Regions from separate parts of the Mus musculus genome. Here region 2 is linked to region 1. Evidence: chromatin contacts called from public promoter capture Hi-C data. All regions are on one chromosome and are shown on one strand. Each heading gives the region's core, a stretch centred on a gene start, on an enhancer-like site or on the middle of the called end of the contact. The rest is flanking DNA. Distances are from core to core; before and after follow the strand shown.

Region 1 (5,158 bases), core at 1,968-4,467:
ACTATGTACCAAGGTCAGAAAATGATCTTAGGCTTCTGATTCTCCTGCATCCACCTTCCCAATGCTGAGATATAGGCTTGTGCCACCATGCTCGGTTTATACTGTGTTGGAAATCAATTGCCCAATTCCATGTCAGTAAGAGCTATAGAGTGAGACCTTGTCTAAAAACAAATGTACAAAAATGTTGAAAAACTCAAGAATAACTCATGAAAATCTCATGAAGATTATGCAAAACAGCTTTCGGTCCCGGCCTTGGTGGCCGATCCACCCGAGCCGGTCCCCACTGCCCAGCCGTGCTGCTGCCTCTGACACAAGCGTAGGTTGAAAACTACAAGAAACTCGTGACTGAATGGCTCCAAGGTGAAGTACTCTTGCATGTAGCGACCAGGCTTGCCTGTATTCCACTTGAGGATTAGTATCGAAGCTGAAATAGGTGAAGTCCAGTTTACAAATAAAGAGTGAGGGCCATGTGAGTTTCCTTGAATGGCCTTGTAACTGATTACCCTGAAGATAGTTTCCTAAAGTTTTTAATCAATGTACTAGGATCCTGCCCCACCCCTTCTGCGTGTCCCACTGCCCTAGAATCAGATCTGCATGGCTATGACATGCTGGCCGTTTTAAAGATGCAAAGATTTCATGCTAGATCATTAGAATGTATCTGGACTTCAGTTAGGACAAGTTCTTTGCTAGTAACCAGTCACGTGTTAGCAATTGAGGTGTGTTAACCTGTATATTGTTGCCTATGAGTAATTTTCCATAATCTTTAATAAAGGCTTCCTGTGTTAATTCTAAAAAAATAAATAAATAAAGATTATGCAAAACATCTTCATGCCCACGAATAGAGAAAGTACTATTGGAACACACCAAGCCCATCAGGTGGCCCCAAGCTACAAGAACCACCCACCTCCACAACAGAGTACTGCCCTCCCAGCCAGACCCAACTGGTCCCCAAGGTTGCTCCTACCTGACCACTTCGTATTGCTGGATCAGAGGAAGGAGCTCTGTCCACCGGGCATCACTCAGCTGCTCACACTGGATGTCAAGACTCATGGTGGGTGCACAGTGCAGTCTGGGCAAAAGAAGAAGGAAGAGAGCTCTTGAGAAAATTTCTTATCTCGACAGGCTAGAATTTGTAAAAAGATGAGTCCAAAAGTTAAGAGAGTATTTTTTTCCAGTAGGGGCCCAGCCTCTCCCCAGCAAGTCTGTCCACACATTGAGTATCCCGGAAATAAGTTATCAGGGAGAAGCTAACTACATGGTACCATTAAGAGGAGCAGAACCTGAGAGCCTAGGACTATGCGACACAGTCACCCCCTAGCCTCTGAAGGAACCCAGTCACCCAGCACCAGGATACCAACTCTGGCCTGGAAACCTGCTTATTTGTGGGAGCCTGGCTACGGTCTGGAAACTCCAGTAGTGGGGCTTACTGCTGATTCAGCCTACTTCTTACTCTGAGAACAAGTTGGTCCAGCACCATACTCTACTGTTGCCAAGCCCTATACAAAGTCAAAGGCCAGGGAGCATGAAGCCTGGACACAAGCAACCACCTTAAGGGCAGGAAGGCACAGGACTCTGGGGGAAAAGGAGAGTATTCAGAGGCAGTCACTATAGCTTTTGCTTCTGTGACTTCCTTCTGAGTCTAGGGACTCAGGCCAGGACCAACTTCTCACAATCCTCAGCCAGCTCAGGCCCAGCCTGCAAAGGATCCAGGCAGTGTATCACACTAGGAAAGCTGGGACAAACAGGTTACAGGCTCTGACAACCTGAATAAGCATGACAGGCACTGGCTGTGGAAGGATGTATCTGAGGCCTAGAGACAAATACCCATGTCTCCACATTCCTAAGCAACTATCTGTCAAGCAAGCTAGCCTGGACAGCATGTGGGTATCCTGGAAGGCTTGAAAGAAGAGATCAGTGCTGTGCTCCTAGCACTGAAGGGAGAGCGGTACTAGGTTCTGTTTAAGAGAAACAGAAGTCACTTCAGCTGCTCTCTATAACAGTTACCGAAACTGGCAAACAGCTCTGTGTGAAGTTACAGTGCCTGGCACAACATGGCTTTACTAACGGGGTCTTCCCCTTCCTTCCCAGGGCTAGGAGGATACCCCCTTAATGCTAACCAGGAGCACTTTACACATATTGACACAAGGGCTAGTGACAGGGAAAACTGAGGCAACGGCAGAGATAACTCACTGTGGACATATAGCCAGGGCATGGAGAAACCAGTTAGCCCCACCCACAACTCGCCAGGGAGTAAAACCAGCACTGCCTGGATCAGATGTGTCATCCAAAGCCAGTCATCACTAGGGCACTGCCACTGGGGTGGGGTAGCTACAGTACTTCTAGTCACAGGTGCAACCCACACCTGCTCTCTTATGCACTACAGACTACAGGGTCCTAGAGTATCTACCTTTGAGGAAAGCACAGGACTGGACTTTATGGGAGGCAGGGTGCCAGCCAGTCCTGACGATCATCTGAGGTCAGGGGCAAGGGATGTGAAAGAACCCAGGCAGCTGGTTCTTCTCCCACACTCCTCCCCCTGTTTGGCCTTGGGACCAGGCAGGAGGTCCCACCAGCCTGGCTTAGAAGCATGATTCAGGCCTCTGCTTTGATGTGATTGGATATTGCTAACTAGCTGCTCCTAGCTGTTGGGTTAATCCTAGGATCTGAAGACACCCTCTTTGGGCCTTAAAGTGAGCGAGCGAACAGGTCGCTGGCGACGGAGCTATGAGGTCAGCCTTCAAGCACCAAGCAAGGCTCCTCTGAGGCACAAATGTGTCACCCTAAGGGAGGAACAGGCCTCAGAGACTCGCCGGGCCCGTGATCCCGCCCCCGCCCAATTTTTTGATCCCTCAAACCTTCTGGTCCAGCCGCTCTGCCACGTATTAAGAGGGCCAGGAAGGGACCCGAAAAAAACTCTCAAAGGCAGCCGGGCGCCCCGGAACATGGCCCTTGCTCACCTGGTGCCGCTGCAAGAGGTCCCAGACGATCCGTTTTCTTCCGCCCAGGGCGGGGCGTAGAGACTTTCGCCGCTTCTCTTTCTCTGGCCCCAACTAGCCTTTCACTTTGCCTACTGGAGACCGCCCACTAGGTCTGTCCCTCCCACATGCAGGCTGCACTTTGGGAACAGAACTTGACAAACCTGAGTCACTTCTTTGAGCCTGACTAAAAATACGTAAAATGATCCACAGCTGCCACGAAATGGGTGTGACTGTGATGAGAGCTTCTGGTATGAACACACCCATCTCTCCTACAGGCCGACCAGGTTTTCATGGCTAGAACAGTGTTCATTATGAACAGCCTTTCTCCCTGGGGATAGGGCTTGGGATGTCGAGAGCCTCTGATGCATGGGGCTCTCAAGCATTTCGTCACTAAGCATTTCTGATATTTGTCTTAAATATCGTTTATATATGAATGCTTCATCTGCATATATATCTGTGCATCGTGCCCAGGAAGGCCAGAAGAGGGTATCAGATTCTTGGGGAATGGCCACCATTCAGGTGTTGGGAACTACACCTGGGTGCTCTGGAAGAGCAGTGTCCTAAGCCATCCCTCCAGCCCATGTTTAAACTTTGTAACATACTCCCAAGTTATAGGATTTGCTTTTGGTTTCTGTATTTTTGAAATAAGGTCTTGATGTGTAGCCCAGGAGGGCCTTGAACATGCAGATTTGCTTCCTGAGTGCTGGGATTCTAGCACTGTGGAAAAAGTCAGCATTGAGAGTTTGTCACTCAGGAGCCCTGCTCTCTTGCACAAATGGCCACACACACCCTTGCCAAGGAACTGGCATCCATCCACCTAAGTGTTTGTTAAACACTTGTCATTTGCCAGATGCTGTTCTGAGTCCCTCCGGGAACTTTAATAATACAAGTAAAGGAGAGTCTAGCAGGCCAGCATAGGAAATCAGGAATTGTGTTCCCTAAAAGACCTGGGACAGGGAGCCCTGAAGGGAGAGAAGGAGGCAAAGAGACAGGCAAGAAAAGAGGCTGGAACTCAGCTTCATAAACCCTGTGCAGTGGCCACTACAGACAGAGCTTAATCTTCATCGCTGCAGAGCCATCCTCATGGAACCAATACCAACAACTGACCTGTGAAGTTGGGGATCAGTTCTTTGGGGAAAGATTAAAGCCTGCCCAATTAGAAGGAAAACTTTGGCCAGCCAGCCTTTATTTGTTGCTGCCATGAAGGAGAATTCCTGAAAAGAAGCTGTATCTACAGAGACTGGCTGATTAGAGTTTCAGTGCTGTGGAGAAATTGGGCTGGTGCAGTTCCAGAGGCTGCCTTATCCTGGGCTAGTTCTACCCCTCTAGAACAGCTCTTCCTTGCCTACCTGTGTTGCAACTAATATCTTGTGATCAGGCTGGCCTACAACTCACAGAGATGTGGCTTCCTCTTCCCCCTGACTGCTGGTAGGAAAGGCAAGTGTCACCACACCCAGCATCCTTTTGGAATCCTTTAGCAGACCAGTAGCTTCCACTAACCAAAAGCCAAGAATGTCATCAGTTGGCATCTTGGACTTACAGAAAAGCTTCCTTCCTCTTGTTGTACCAATCTCTCTGATGTACCCTTCAATGTACTTAAACTTGCCTTGTTTACTACTATTTTCTTCTGTAAAACTACAAAACGTCATGAAACTACCTCCATGGGAACACAGAATCTGGAGTAACCTAAATCTGTGTTCTCAGGCCATGGTCACTAACAATGACTCCAGAATAAACTATCTCTTATTCCTTTTAAGGTGAGAGCTGTAGTTGTTTTCATGGATACTGAGTACCCACAGACAAATGGCAGGGGCTACCAACTTAGGAGCCTGGGTTCAGGCAAGCCATGTGGCTGGCAGGTACAATGAGTTTCTAGCACCATACCAGGACCTCAGAACAAACTAAAGACAAGCACCTGCCTTCCTTCTACCAGCATGAAAGTGAGCTTTCTACAAAGACCACACCCAGTGAGGAAGGGTGAGAAGTGAAGGGGGCAAGGGCCCCTGGGTGCTGAGTTTGCACAAACTTTCCTGGAAGCTGTATGGGAGAACTCATGTGGGTGGGTGGGTAGGTGGGCCCCAGTATAGTCCTGAGGATCCTCTTAGGAAGCGGCGGAGATACTGGGTGAAAGGGCAAAGAAAGGTTTATCTTTTGGAGGCTCCAAAAGTTTCCTCCTGCAG
Region 2 (5,804 bases), core at 95-2,594, 280 kb after region 1:
AGATGGCTCAGCAGTTTAAGAGCACCGACTGCTCATTTTTTTTTTTGTTTTGTTTTGTTTTGGTTTTTTTTTTGTTTGTTTGTTTGTTTGTTTGTTTGAGACAGGGTTTCTCTGTATAGCCCTGGCTGTCCTGGAACTCACTTTGTAGACCAGGCTGGCCTTGGACTCAGAAATCCGCCTGCCTCTGCCTCCAGAGTGAGTGCTGGGATTAAAGGTGTGTGTCACCACGCCCAGCTTTTTTTTTTTTTTTTTTTTTAAAGAGGCAGATCCTGTGGATCTCAGGGAATGGAAGTGAGAAGGGGAAGAGAGGTCTCCAGAGCCTAGTGTAGAGACAGTTTTTTTGAAACAGGGTCTCTCTGTGTAGCCTTGGCTATCCTAAACCTGCCATTCCCTCCCAAGTACTGGAATTAAAGGCATGCAACACCCTCTCCCAACGAGGCAAAGGTTTACTTTTTTTCTTTTAAATATTTACCTATTTGTTTTACATGAGTGTTCTGTCTTGATACACACCAGAAGAGGGAATCAAATCCCATCACAGATGGTTGTGACATGTGGGTGCTGGGAATTGAACTCAGGACCTCTGGAAGAGCAGTCAACGTCCAAACTATTAACCCCTGAGCCATCTCTCCAGTCAAAAAGCTTTTGATCCCAACACTCTGGAGGCAGAGGCAGGCGATCTCGTGAGTTCTTGGCCAACCTGGTCTACATAGAGGTCCAGGATACCCAAGAGTATATAGAGAAACCTGTCTCAAAAGAAAAAAAAAAAAGGAGGATGTTTCTAGATATGGCCGTAATCACTAGGACCCAGAAAGCTCGCCCAACTTTTCCAAACCAGCTGAACTTGGGAGCCATCAGCCCCAGCCCAACTTAGGACCTCTGTTGCCCAAGAACAGGAAGGACCCATAGCACCACAGTTTGAACCAATAGCCGCCCACCCAGCCCACGTGCAACAAGAAAAAGCTAGAAGGGAGCACACTTCCGGTATGAAGGTCTTACAGTGAAGCGTCATGGGATTTGTAGTTCGCCTTAATAAGACCAGGGCGGGGCCTTCGCGCTGCATTTTGGGAGCTGTGGAGCCGAGTAGCATGCTGGGGACGCGAGGCGTTAAAGGGGTTTGAACGCTACGCCCGTGCCCGCATGGATTTCGGGAGACTCTCGTCCATGTTGCAGAGGCCCCTGGCACTTGAAAAATCCCTCGTTTTTGTTGTGGGGAAGACATGACAGGGAAATGTCTTCCTTCCGGTGCACCCTTTTCGTCAATGGGAGGCGTCCCCGTGCGCCGCCGTACGCGTCCCGGGGGCTTCTGGGTAGCGGTTTACCCCCGCCCACTGCGTCAGCGTCTTCCTTTCGCCGCCGGACGCCGCCGAGGTCGCACGCGTGAGGTCTGTCCCCCGCAGCCGAGTGAGTAGCCTGGCCGCCTGGGCCGCGAACAGTGGTGGGGACTGCGGGGTTGGATGACGGCCGGGAGGCGAGGGTGGCGCAGCATTCTGTGACCGGAGGCCTGGCGCCTCACGTGGCCTCACTTGCTGCTTAAAATGGAGGGGGAAGCAGAAGGCCTCTCGGATAACCTCACCACTGTACCCACTCCCTGCCCCATTTAGCATGCGCTACGTCGCCTCTTACCTGCTGGCCGCCCTCGGGGGCAACTCCTCTCCTAGCGCCAAAGACATCAAGAAAATACTAGACAGCGTGGGCATCGAAGCGGACGATGATCGGCTCAACAAGGTAGCATGCTGCTTGCTTGGACCCGCTGGATCCAAATGTCTACCAGCGGCGGTCCTTATCCTATTATGTCCGGATTTTACTTTTAAGAAAAATTGTAGATAACCTGTTGAAAAGGATGGATGGAGGAGGCCTACACCCATCTTAGTCATAGTTTTCTCTTTAGTCCTTGTGCAATCGAAGAAGTCAGTCGTGATAATCGTGCTTTTATAGAAGTTTAATACAACTCATGTTGTGTGATCTTATTTTTTGAGACAAGGCCTCACCGTGTAGCTCTGGCTAACCTGGAACTCACTGTGTAAACCAGTTTTCTAACTTTTTTTTTTTTAAACTAGCTTTGCAGTAAAGGATGTATGTGTGTAGATGCCAACAGAGGCATCTGTGTCTCCTTGGACCTATAGTGCTGGGACTCTAGGATATGTTAGAGTCCAAGTCTTTAGCAGTGGAGCTATCTCATCGCCCCTTAAGATTCTTCTAGAAAGGGTTCCCACTCCACCCACCTAGGTTGTACATAGAACCTAAACTTCACAGAACGGTAGAATTTTAGTATCTAAAACTTCCTTTGCCAAAATCATTGTTGAGAAGACCCAGCACTATCTCATAGGTAGTTCCTGGGAGTTGAGAGCAGGTCCAGTATCTCAGGAGACCTTCCCCGTGCCTTGCATTGCTGACTGCTAGCTGTGGTTGTCTACCCCAGGTCATCAGTGAGCTGAATGGAAAGAACATTGAGGATGTCATCGCTCAGGGTGAGTTCCTGGGAAGTTGGCCTGTTTGTGGTCCATCCTAATACCTGCTGGTCAGCCAGTGATCTGCCAGGCTTCGCTTGTGGACCAGAGCATCCTAGAAACACTGCCAGAGTTGTGCAAGGCCTTTTCATTTTAGGCTTGTGCCTGCAGCGCTTCAGAACACCCTCAGAAACTGGCAATGGGGTCACTTTATGGTTTCTACGAGGATGTGTGAAAACCTTTCCTTTGAGGAGGGACTGGGGATGCTAAAAATTGGTGTTCTCTCTCTTTCCTTCCTTTCTTCTTTTCTCTTTCTTTCTCTCTCGGTTTTTTGAGACAGGATTTCTCTGTGTAGCTGGCTGTCCTGGAACTGACCAGGCTGGCCTTGAACTCAAATCTCCCTGCCTCTGCCTCCCTAGTGCTGGGATTAAAGGTGTGTGCCACCAAGCCCTGCCACAGGTTCCTTCTTAACTAAGGCATACAGATTTCTGGCACCACCGGACTAGTACTTATTTGCAATCAGCCTGGGGCACCCTCATGGTAAAATGATTGTTCAATTTTTATTTATTTTTTTTTGCCTTGTTGTTTTTGTTTTTTTGAGACAGGGTTTCTCTGCCTCCCGAGTGCTGGTATCAAGGGCGTACGCCACCACGCTCGGCTGTTTGTTCAATTTTAAGATTTCTAAATAACTAAAAGTAAGAACCCATGTGGCCTGTAAACCCACTTTGTAGACCATGATGGCCTTAAATTCACAGGCTTCTGCCTCCTGGCTGCTGAAATTAAAAGTGTGCACCACCAAGCTGAGCTTGTGTGTGTTTGTTTGTTTGTTTTTGTGGTTTCTCCTTATAGCCCTGGCTGTCCTGGAACTCACTTTGTAGACCAGGCTGGCATTGAACTCAGAAATCCGCCTGCCTCTGCCTCTGTCCTGAGTGCTGGGATTAAAGGCATTTGCCACCACGCCTGGCTTGAACTTTTTTTTTTTAATTAGGTATTTTCCTCATTTACATATCAAATACTTTCCCAAAAGTCCCCCATAAACCACACACACAGACACACACACTCCTACTTTTTGGCCCTGGCATTCCCCTGTACTGAGGCATATAAAGTTTGCAAGACTAAGGGGCCTCTCTTCCCAATGATGGCCTACTAGGCCATCTTCTGCTACATATGCAGCTAGAGACACAAGCTCTGGGGGGTACTTGTTAGTTCATATTGTTGTTCCACCTATAGGGTTGCAGACCCCTTTAGCTCTTTAGGTATTTTCTCTAGCTCCTCCATTGGGGGCTCTGTGTTCCATCCAATAGCTGACTGTGAGCATCCACTTATGTGTTTGCCAGGCACCAGCATAGCCTCACAAGAAACAACTATATCAGGGTCCTTTCAGCAAAATCTTGCTGGTGTATGCAGTGGTGTCAGCATTAGGAGGCTGATTATGGGATGGATCCCCGGTGTGGCAGTCTCTAGATGGTCCATCCTTTTGTCTCAGCTCCAAACTTTGTCTCTGTAACTCCTTCCATGGGTGTTTTGTTCCCAATCCCAAAAAGGGGTAGTGTCCAGAACTTGTTTTAAAATGTACTTGGGGGCAGGGTTTATCTGAATAGCCCTGGCTGTCCTGGAACTCATTGTATAAGGTCAGGTCAGGTTGGCCTCAAACTCATAATCTACCCGCCTCTTCCTTCTAAGTGCTGGGTTATAGATGTGTCTCACCACCTCCCAGCTTATTTTGTTCCTGTGATTTTTAAAGTTTTTGAGACAGCAGTAAAGACAAGGTGTCTCTGTTTAGCCCATGCTGGCATTGAACTCGGATCCCCTACTGGGACTAAAGACATGCCTAGCTTGTCCATCTTGTTTTTTTTTTTTTTTTTTCTTTTTTCTTTGAGACTGGGTTTCTCTGAGTAGCCTTGGCTGTCCTGAAACTCTGTAGACCAGGCTGGCCTCGAACTCAAGAGATCCGCCTGCCTCTGCCTCCCAAGTGCTGGGATCAAAGGCGTGTGCCACCACGCCCAGCACATCTTGTTCTTAAGGTGGAGGTCAGAGTGGTGCTAATTCCAGTTTCTTTTCTTTAGTGTATCAGAATGTGGGGAAAGAAGTCTTCAATGGTATTAGATGTTCCTAGATGTATGCAAAGCTGCTTTGTGTTTGGAGTGAAAGCAGGTGGCAGTGGTTTTAAGTGAGCAGTCGTCCTGCTGGTGTGATAACTTCCCTCACAGGGTCTGGGTTCTGGTCTCATGTTCTTTCTATTTTGTGTAGGTGTTGGCAAGCTGGCCAGTGTGCCTGCTGGTGGGGCTGTGGCTGTTTCTGCTGCCCCTGGCTCTGCAGCACCTGCTGCTGGTTCTGCCCCCGCTGCAGGTAAATGGAGGTCTGATGAGTGAGTGGGTGGTAAAGGGGGTTGGTACTCAAGGTTTATTGTTGCTTGGGGCTCCTGGGACAACCTAGATGAATTCTTGGGGCAGTGCTTACTATGGTGTTCCCCCACAGCAGAGGAGAAGAAAGATGAGAAGAAGGAGGAGTCCGAGGAGTCGGATGACGACATGGGATTTGGCTTGTTTGATTAAATTCCTGCTCCCCTGCAAATAAAGTCTTTTTATGTATCTTGAGTGGCCTTTAAACATTTTGTCAACATGCGACATGCTGTGTCTTCAGCCTAGGCTCCACCCAGAGTTGGGTCAGTGGGGGAAAGAGGATCCTTAGGCCCCTTTACTTAGTAGGGCCTTGGCTTTAGACAACTGTCAGGCCCTGTGTGGTGTTTCCTTGCAGCTTTTGTTAAATATTCTGGGAAAACAAGTTATGGGAAATATGAGTGAGCCTGAATTGAAAAAAAATTTTTTTTTGAGTAGCACTGCTCTGCTGTAAGAGTGGTTCATAGGTCACTATTCCACTTAGCTTGACAGTGAGGGTGTCCCCAAGTTTCCCTATAAGGATTGAGGTGTCAAGGTACAGATAACTTTTCAGAGTGTTAGCTTTCTAATGGCTGGTTCTCTACATTTTGCATTTATAAGTACATTATAGCTGTCCTCGGACACACTAGAAGAGGGCATCAGATCTCATTATGGATGGTTGTGAGCCACCATATGGTTGCGGGAATTTGAACTCAGGACCTTTGGAAGAGCAGTCAGTGTTCTTACTCACCTGGTCTGTCAGTCTTTTAGGTAGACAGCTGAGTGTTACACAGAGGATGGAGATCACTCTGCTTCCTGTGGCAAGGAATAAAATATGGCCACAACCAGGAAGGGTGGTGGATGTAGAAAAGACAGCTAACACCCTTTGAGGTGAGCTATAAGGGAGCAGGTAGAGATGGGGGTAGGGGTAGGAGGGTCCAGGGTTCTGGGCACAATTGTAGCCTGTACCCTGAAGGAA

The links. Capture Hi-C pulls out chosen DNA fragments and counts their contacts.
Region 2: a promoter capture Hi-C map of liver shows a contact between it and region 1. The contact joins the promoter of Rplp2 here to the promoter of Rnh1 in region 1. A contact is called at or near these places in 6 of 39 promoter capture datasets (the C10 cell line, the HPC-7 cell line, cranial neural crest and 3 more), 1 of 484 Hi-C or Micro-C datasets (muscle stem cells), 3 of 115 datasets of contacts at active chromatin or transcription factors (the 230-238 cell line, bone marrow-derived macrophages and pancreatic cancer cells) and 3 of 9 other capture datasets (adipose tissue, liver and pancreatic islet).

Annotation. Positions count from the first base shown.
Region 1 is chr7:141,165,719-141,170,876 of GRCm38.p6, forward strand. Rnh1 (ribonuclease/angiogenin inhibitor 1) reads right to left here and starts at 3,218. Exons shown (of 10, transcript NM_145135.3): 1 at 2,958-3,218; 2 at 965-1,069. The coding sequence starts at 1,050.
Region 2 is chr7:141,446,307-141,452,110 of GRCm38.p6, forward strand. It overlaps Rplp2 (ribosomal protein, large P2), which reads left to right and starts at 1,345. Exons shown (of 5, transcript NM_026020.7): 1 at 1,345-1,401; 2 at 1,602-1,725; 3 at 2,420-2,468; 4 at 4,698-4,796; 5 at 4,926-5,053. The coding sequence starts at 1,603. The coding sequence ends at 5,002. Snora52 (small nucleolar RNA, H/ACA box 52) reads left to right here and starts at 2,497; the gene lies at 2,497-2,630. It also overlaps a transcript of Pidd1 not described here.